Linked DNA regions of Zea mays: all the other regions are linked to region 1. A link is a contact called in public Hi-C data. All regions are on one chromosome and are shown on one strand. Each heading gives the region's core, a stretch centred on a gene start, on an enhancer-like site or on the middle of the called end of the contact. The rest is flanking DNA. Distances are from core to core; before and after follow the strand shown.

Region 1 (2,980 bases), core at 453-2,952:
GTCTAGCTAATTGTTATCTGAATACCCAACTAACAACTATTTCACTAGTTGGACCAAACTAGCTAATATTAGCTATGAACTATTAGCTAGCAAACTATTAGTAGCTGATGGATCCAAACAGGGCATAAGGCCCACGTTTAGCCCCAGCTCTGAGCTCCACCTTATCTGGAGTTTGTATGCTCCAATGAAGGATCTTGCTATGCTGTCTTCTGTGTAGAATAGAAAGAAAACAACTCAACTAAACAAACCACAGCTCTAGGATCCACCGATTTCTGAGCTCTGCCCCTGCTGTTTAGGATAGCATATGGAGTTCTTTATGTTCCACAAGCACAATTGATCTTATGGAATGGAAATAGTAGAACATTACCTGGTGAGAGCACACAAATACTTTATACAAAGCAGGTATTGAGTCAAATTGTTGTGTACCCATTTGTGGTCTGGATACACTGGTTTGGTGAAAATGAAATATGCCCAAAGCAACAAAACCCAGTTCACATGAACTGCTATCCTGTATTTACGAATCTTGACTAGTCTAGTAATGTATGTATGTGGAAATATGAAGGTTTCTTTATTTCTCTTCTTAAACAGCAAGAGAAGAAGGAAGACAAGTAAGACAAAACAGAAGACGAGAAGAACTGCTTCAAGCTGGAGTGATGTCGCTGTGGTGCTTTTGTGACTGATCATCTCTGGAGCTTTTGTGAATGATCTAGCTAGCTATTTGTAAATGATCTAGTTGTGAATGATATTATAATTGTGATACTTTTGTGAATATATAATTGTGGTGCTTTTGTGTTTATGTGATGGATTTATGACTGTGGTATACTGATTAACTGTGTATGTCTTTATGATTTGTGTATAAAAATCTGTGATTTGTGGTGCTTAATTAAATGTATATTTTTTATTAATAACAACTATAAAAGGGCGACTTTCTGTTGGTTGCTAAATGTATAGTATGACGACTTACGGTTGGTTGCTAAATCTATAGTACAACAACCCACGGTTGGTCGCTAAATATACAATATTAGCAACGGATGGTTGGTCGCTAAAAAGATGTCGGTCGCTAAAGCCTTTAGCGACGGCACTTACAGCGACCATCCTTATGGGTCGCTAAAAGTTTTTAGCGACCAACCGTAGGTCGCTGAAGGCCGTTTTAGCAACCAACCGTAGGTCGCTGTAAGTGAACCGTCGTGTAGTGGGTGACACGTTCCGTCGTAGCTGACGTGGATCAGTAGCGCTGGACTTAGATCTTTGCCTCGTCGGGTTGTTTGACAGTGAGTTGGTCGTCGAAGAGTTGGTCGGCGGAGTTGGGCTCCTTCTGGAGCATCGCCTGAGACGCTCTCGGACGAGTCAGAAAAGCGCCGTTCATCCGGTATTGGCCTCGGACGAGCTATAGAGTTGGTCGGTCGGCTCGCCTCATAGAGTTGGTCGGTAGAGTTGGACGGTGAATCCGGGCTCTTATTTTCAACGTCTTCAAGGAATTAAAGTCAAGTATCCAACACTTTCTCAATTTGTTAGCTTCAACTTATTACATCGCACCTAGTTATTTTTCGCATGCGCGAGCAAATCATGGTGGACAACCTATCCATGCATGAAACAAACACACAAAACACTGCTATTCCCGTACGTGGCTATAGGGAGACACCGATCGGGCGGATCGGATGCGCACTGCAGTGCCAGCGCGTGCGACGATCACGTGTTAGGTGACTGCGCCACATCCGCTGCACAACCTGAGGCCAATCAAGTGCTGAACGGTCGGAGCATCGGAATATAATAGTCGTCGCGCTACATGCATGGAACGCGCTGTATAAAAATGATAATCGGTCCGCTCGATCGTACGCATCCGAATGGCGATTCGCTGCGCTACCACTACTGGCTCTGGCCTGACGCATCTCCACATGAGCTTCTATAGTGGAGAGATGCTGTTAGTCGACAAGATTTGGTTCTGGGACTTCATACGAGTGGTGGGCCGAGATGGGTTGGATTCATCCCTATGAAGCAATAAATAAAAGGGAGCCGGTTGAAACCATCCAAACACATTAACACTACACATGCAAATTTTGAGGATGTTTTTTGCTGCACCCAGAGTAATTCTGCCCCCAAAACTTCTGTGTGAAGGAGCTTCGCTCTAGGGTCTAGGTTGCTTTATCATATAAATGGCAGTGGCAGATAGGTAACTTTAACCTTCATGTCTAGGTTGCTTTTAAAAGATTTTATAATAGTAAAGGAGGTAAAATACTGTACCTCTCAAAACTTAATAGAGTTTGTGACTCTGAAATTGGAGTGTTTTGGCTAGCTCTAGCCAGCTTCCATTTAGAGTTTTACTCTAGAATCTGGATTCACGCTAAACACCCCCTTTATGGCTAGTTCGAAAACTATATTTTTCTAAAAAATTTATATTTTTCCAAGGAAAAATTAACTATTTCCCTAGACAAATGAAAATCCCGTGGGAAAATGGGTTCCCAAACTAGCCTTTATAGAGTTCTGAGACCTGCATTATAAGTTTTTTGAATAGCTCTTTTGCTACCTTCAAATCCTTAAAAAGATACTTAAATATGAAGTTCGAAGGCATTTAATCGCTAAAGCAGTAGAGAGGAGCCATGAAACACCCGTTGCAGATGATGTTTTTTTTAAATCATACGGTAGTCTGACATTTGGGCTGCGTTTTGTGGACGGAGAATTTTGGCCCAAGCCCAATAAAAAAGTGAACCAGCCTTATCATTCGCTGTTCTCCGCTTTCACATTTGTCCACTTCTCCCCCGTTCTCCGCGACCAAGAGCTGTTGAGAAAACCTAGTGAAGGGTTATATGGATAAATACTGAATATGCCCCTGAGAACTATCACCTTTCTATATATAGAACATGTATCTCTCATGTGGAATAGAGAAAAGAAAGAGGCCAGAGACCCAAACATATATCATGTGTCTTGTGTGTTCTCTGTCGTGCTTGATGGGAAAGGGAACGGGCTCCTACGACTTCTCGCG
Region 2 (2,700 bases), core at 115-2,614, 140 kb after region 1:
TGACAAGTATTATTGAAAGAGAACATTTGCATTGCTACTGTTTGCATATGGGAAAATTGAGAATTGTATCATGCCATGGCCGATCAGTTCTTTACTTAGCTCGATGTAATGCACAATGTTGATAGTATGTCGAGGATCTAGCGATGTAATGGTGTTAGGACACGTGGTTAGCTACTAATATAAATGTAAGGTCATTCGATGGTTTTTCTATTTTCAATTACCTAGCATTATCTCATTTCTAATTGTGATAACAAATGCATTAGACCATAATTCTGTAAATATGTACATTTAAGCACACAGTCTATATTTTAAAATTCTTCTTTTTGTGTGGATATCCCAACCCAAATCCACCTCTCTCTTCAATCCGTGCATGTTCACCGCTGCCAAGTGCCAACAACACATCGCATCGTGCATATCTTTGTTGGCTTGTGCACGGTCGGCGCCAATGGAGGAGACACCTGTACGGTGCCCTTGGTAGAACAACATCCTTATCCCTATATGTATGGTGCCCTTCGTAGAATGACACCCCTTATCCCTACAATAGCCATGTATGCATACCAAGAATTAAATATACTTTTTCTTGAACCACAATAATTTATTATAGCGGCACTTCTTGTTCAGGTTGAACACTTATTTGGAACAATAAAATGCCGAGTTCCTAACCACAGGTTCACTTTTTTTTTTCCTTATCCTCCTAGGAAACTAAATTTTAAAATCATAAATTTAATTTAAATGTTAATGGAAACAAAAAATTATCTACAAAGACGACTCTTAGCCACAGCCGCCTCACTGCACCCTCAACCACATCCTGCAAACAGACACCCTCGCCACATCCCTCCAGATTCTTCACTCCGATGCAGCCTACTTGCTAACAGACGCCCTCTCCACATCCTGCAAAGCATTCCTCCAAATTCTTGCGATCCCCCGAATCCAGCATTAACTGCTAAGGGACGCCCTCTCCACATCCTGCTACCCAATTAGCCAACGGAATAACACAAGAAGGCAGGTGAGCAGTGACAAAGCACGTCAACAGCACCGAGCCAAGCCAAAAAGGAGCAAGGAGGAGCAAGCCCAAGCCGCAGCCGCAGCTCTCCAGGTCCCCTTGCGATTGCCGCCAGCAGTAGCAGACACCCCTCTCCACATCCCCTCCGGCCGCTAACAGCAGCAAGCCAAGCCAAAAAGGAGCCTCAGCCGCAGCCGGTTCCGTTGCGGTTACCGCCGATCACATGCCCAAGGCCGCGCCTTTCCGAACGCCGAGGGCCGCCCGTTCCCGTGCACAGCCACACACACACCCGCCCGCCAACGACTCCCCATCCCTATTTGAACCCACCCGCGCACTGCATTGATCACCAATCGCATCGCAGCAGCACGAGCAGCACGCCGTGCCGCTCCAACCATCTCGCTTCCGTGCTTAGCTTCCCGCCGCGCCATGGCGTCGACCAAGGCTCCCGGCCCCGGCGAGAAGCACCACTCCATCGACGCGCAGCTCCGTCAGCTGGTCCCAGGCAAGGTCTCCGAGGACGACAAGCTCATCGAGTACGATGCGCTGCTCGTCGACCGCTTCCTCAACATCCTCCAGGACCTCCACGGGCCCAGCCTTCGCGAATTTGTAACTAACCACTGCCGCCGCCCATTTCTTCTTCGACCGGTTGCCGCCTGCGCGCGGCACTGCTCGTACGTCTCCCCGCCAGTGCTTACTGTAATGCATGCATGCAGGTCCAGGAGTGCTACGAGGTCTCAGCCGACTACGAGGGCAAAGGAGACACGACGAAGCTGGGCGAGCTCGGCGCCAAGCTCACGGGGCTGGCCCCCGCCGACGCCATCCTCGTGGCGAGCTCCATCCTGCACATGCTCAACCTCGCCAACCTGGCCGAGGAGGTGCAGATCGCGCACCGCCGCCGCAACAGCAAGCTCAAGAAAGGTGGGTTCGCCGACGAGGGCTCCGCCACCACCGAGTCCGACATCGAGGAGACGCTCAAGCGCCTCGTGTCCGAGGTCGGCAAGTCCCCCGAGGAGGTGTTCGAGGCGCTCAAGAACCAGACCGTCGACCTCGTCTTCACCGCGCATCCTACGCAGTCCGCCCGCCGCTCGCTCCTGCAAAAAAATGCCAGGTATATATTTTTCAATGAGCTTGATCGATATGCATGCTATTCACGTTATATATCTTTAACTATTATTTTTTTTTATTTTTTTGATAAATAAAAAATGTTGGTCTTGTCGCTGCAGGATCCGAAATTGTCTGACCCAGCTGAATGCCAAGGACATCACTGACGACGACAAGCAGGAGCTCGATGAGGCTCTGCAGAGAGAGGTACGTACATATTACATTTGACACCAGGGAATGCAAGAACTTTATCAAGAGACATTCATTCTTTGATAGAGATAGAATAGAACACATGCACAGTACACGTGGACTCATGAGCTTGCAAGATATCGAGCATGACACGTGTAAGTTAGTGCGCCAGAGAAATCTTCAATTTATTTATATGTCAAGTCAGGTCAGGTTCTCTCATTAAAACACATATAAATATATATTCATTATTACCAAGCTAAGGTAATAAACAACCGAACTTTTCCACTCTTTAAACTGTCTTCGCAAACTCCAAAGTAGAAACTAACCTAATCAGGAAAGAGCTAGACTGCACCTTTATGTTGTAACAATGCAATGGGAGGACTGCTACATGTATAACCATATGAGGC
Region 3 (2,797 bases), core at 113-2,612, 180 kb after region 1:
AACTTGTCAAGGAGTGGAACATAGAAAGCTAAAGAACAAGAAAAAGAAGAGAACAAACGGGGAGAATGTTAGAGTGTTCTCTAGAATACCATGTTATTTTAGCAGCACCATTGACTACTTTCTCACAACATAAGTCCACAAGATCGTCTAGGAGATCGAATTATCTTGCTACTAAAGTACAACTCTTCACCAATATTGTTTTCAAAAAGAAAGAGTGAGTCGAAATTTCTGTTTCTCAAAACACCACGGCTTTCCTACATTTTCTAAAATAATTCAAGAAAAATACAACTACTCATACAGACTGTGCTTGGTTGGGCTTCAAAATAAGGACTAGTTTGAAAGAAGGGGAGCCAAACCCAGGGAGGGAAACCTCCCATTTTTAACTAATTTTTTTATTTAGGACTAATTTGGAAGGAAGAGGCTAAACCTAGAGAATGAAAACCTCCCATAAATAACTAAATCTCTTATTTAAATGGCATCTCATTGGATTCTCACCCTGGGAAAAGATAGAGATCCCAAGAGGATTTGAATTTCTAAACTAGTCCTTAAGGGCTAGTTTGGAAACTTAAATCTTCTCCGGGATTCTCGAGGTTTAAGTGAAAAAATAGCTTAATTTTCCACTTAATCTCTGGAAATCCCAAAAGGGATTTAAGTTTCCAAACTAGCCCTAAAAATGCTTTTCCTACCGGAAAAACTAAAAGCCAACCAAAAAGGTAAGACAGAAGAGTGGGTTAATAGTTATGTTTCCTGAAACATCGTCCATTTATATACGTATTTTTTCTAAAAAAATTAGATCAAGAAAGATACAATTGCTTATTCCAAATTTGGAAATTGGACTCAAGTGGGCAGCTCCGACAAAGAAAACCATCAATTAAGTTATATCACACTTAGGGGTTGTTTAAATGCACTATAGCTAATAGTTAGTTGGCTAAAAAAATTAGTGAAATTAGCTAGCTAAAAAATAGTAAACTAACAATTACCTAATTTGCCAAAAAGTAGCTAATAGCTGAACTATTAGCTAGACTGTTTTGATACTTCAACTAATTTTAGCAGCGAACTATTAGCTCTAGTACATTCAGACACTCCTTTAATTTTAAAAGGCTTACATCAATATTGGATGGAGGTCAGGATCAAAAGACTTGACCAGATAACAACCCTATCTAAATTAACTTTAATTTTTAAAAAAATAAAATGAACCTCTCGTTGGTTGCCCTTCTCACACAGGAACAGTGACCTCAATTTGCATGTATCTATCTGACACCACGCAATCCCTGCTGCGTTGATATATTCAACATAATTTACTTGGCAGGTCGCTGTTCATGACCGAAGCATCTTATTAAGCAATGGCACGCAACTCCCATGTCATTCGAAGCGAAGAAATACTGGGACAAGCACGCTGCCAGCGACGTACGTCATGGCAAATGAGCGCTGAGGCTACTTGCTAGCGTACCCGTGACCTGATGTTCCTTTAATATAATGCCTTCTCCCCGCGCTGCATCTCCAGTGGTGATTCCTGTGTCCTAGGCTCCTAGCAAGTGAACTCCCCAGAGTGGTGATTCTCTTGGATTTGGTGCATCGACAGTTCAAGGAGGAAACCATGACGGTAAGCTTGAGTTTCTGTTCGATATGATCTAGTATACCTCACTTGCCGATCGATTATTAAGTTGACAGGAAACTTTTGATCGATGGATGGTGTTTGTGTCCACTAGCTCTCCTATCCCTCTCTGAAACTAAAACCGTGCATGCATCGTCGTGCCTAGCTTTTTGCAGATCGTAGAGATGCATGTGAGCATCGACTGCGATGGCTGCGAGGACAACGTCAGGAAGGCCCTGGAAAAGCTCAAAGGTGCTCGCATCGTCCAATTTTTCTTTGCTTCACGCAGGCACAAATCCTGCACCGGTCTACCTATCTATCGCTGAAATTTCCATGCCCAATAATTAACTGATCGAACCTCCTCTTCCTGCAGGAGTGCACCACGTAAGCATCGACAGGATGCACGGCAAGGTGACTGTCACTGGGTCGGTGAGCCAGAGGAAGGCGCTCCGCGCGGCGCGGCGCACGGGCAAGCTCGCCGTGCTGTGGCCGTCCGCCTACAACAACCCGTCGTACCACCAAGCCCACGCGATGCGGGCCTACTACCAGTACCAGTACCAGGCCAATAAGCCCGCGCAAGCGCAGCAGCACCAGTACTACAGCAGCGTCCAGCGCGCCGGCAAGAACAGCGGCGGCATCTCGGCGGTGGCTACGAAGCCGGCGGGGCATCAGTACCCCCAGTCCAAGGCCAGCTCCTACAACTACCATGTCCACGGGTACTATGACTCCGAGCTGTACGGGTACTACCACGACCACGAGCAGCCCGGCGACGTAGTGCCAGCCGCCGTGCGGTCCTACTTCAGCGACGAGAACCCGAGTGCTTGCTCGATCATGTAGTCATCATCGATCCTTCCATGAGGTCGGTACGGTGTGGTCGTTCGGGTGTATGATGATTGATCATCGGCCTCGCTTGTGTCTGGGTTTATGTTTCCATTCATCCTGTATGTATAAATGTACAATACAATACTGCCTTGTTTGTACTGCGCTGTACATTAGTGTAAATTTGTGACCGGGCAGGCGGTTGCTGTTGAAAAATTAGACACTTTTCATATTAAATTCCAAATATAAATCATGACCAACAATAAATAGTCTAAATATCTGTTCCACCGCAAGTAATCTAACAGGTTACCTAACAGGCTTATCATAAAAAGATAGCACACATCTATCATAAAAGACAGAAGTATGTGGTCAAATTAGATAATG

What was found. Hi-C and Micro-C count contacts between places; a contact is called where the count stands out from the background.
Region 2: a Hi-C map of ear shows a contact between it and region 1, with 5 times the contacts expected there. The contact joins the promoter of LOC542372 here to the enhancer-like site in region 1. A contact is called at or near these places in 4 of 25 Hi-C or Micro-C datasets (ear, leaf and tassel).
Region 3: a Hi-C map of leaf shows a contact between it and region 1, with 4 times the contacts expected there. The contact joins the promoter of LOC103638487 here to the enhancer-like site in region 1. A contact is called at or near these places in 3 of 25 Hi-C or Micro-C datasets (ear, leaf and tassel).

Annotation. Positions count from the first base shown.
Region 1 is chr9:71,069,138-71,072,117 of Zm-B73-REFERENCE-NAM-5.0, reverse strand. LOC103638482 (a long non-coding RNA gene) reads left to right here. Exons shown (of 4, transcript XR_558819.4): 4 at 589-732. Among protein-coding and RNA genes, the nearest start is that of LOC103638482, 4.6 kb to the left of the region's middle. Within about 2 kb of position 1,702, at least 10 of the 20 cell types and tissues checked have an H3K27ac peak or open chromatin away from gene starts, as enhancers often do. A contact at or near this core is called in ear, leaf and tassel, where this site is marked.
Region 2 is chr9:70,931,119-70,933,818 of Zm-B73-REFERENCE-NAM-5.0, reverse strand. LOC542372 (phosphoenolpyruvate carboxylase 1) reads left to right here and starts at 1,364. Exons shown (of 10, transcript NM_001161348.2): 1 at 1,364-1,609; 2 at 1,717-2,111; 3 at 2,227-2,311. The coding sequence starts at 1,430.
Region 3 is chr9:70,893,887-70,896,683 of Zm-B73-REFERENCE-NAM-5.0, reverse strand. It overlaps LOC103638487 (heavy metal-associated isoprenylated plant protein 29), which reads left to right and starts at 1,362. Exons shown (of 3, transcript XM_008661386.3): 1 at 1,362-1,603; 2 at 1,771-1,846; 3 at 1,968-2,673. The coding sequence starts at 1,598. The coding sequence ends at 2,431.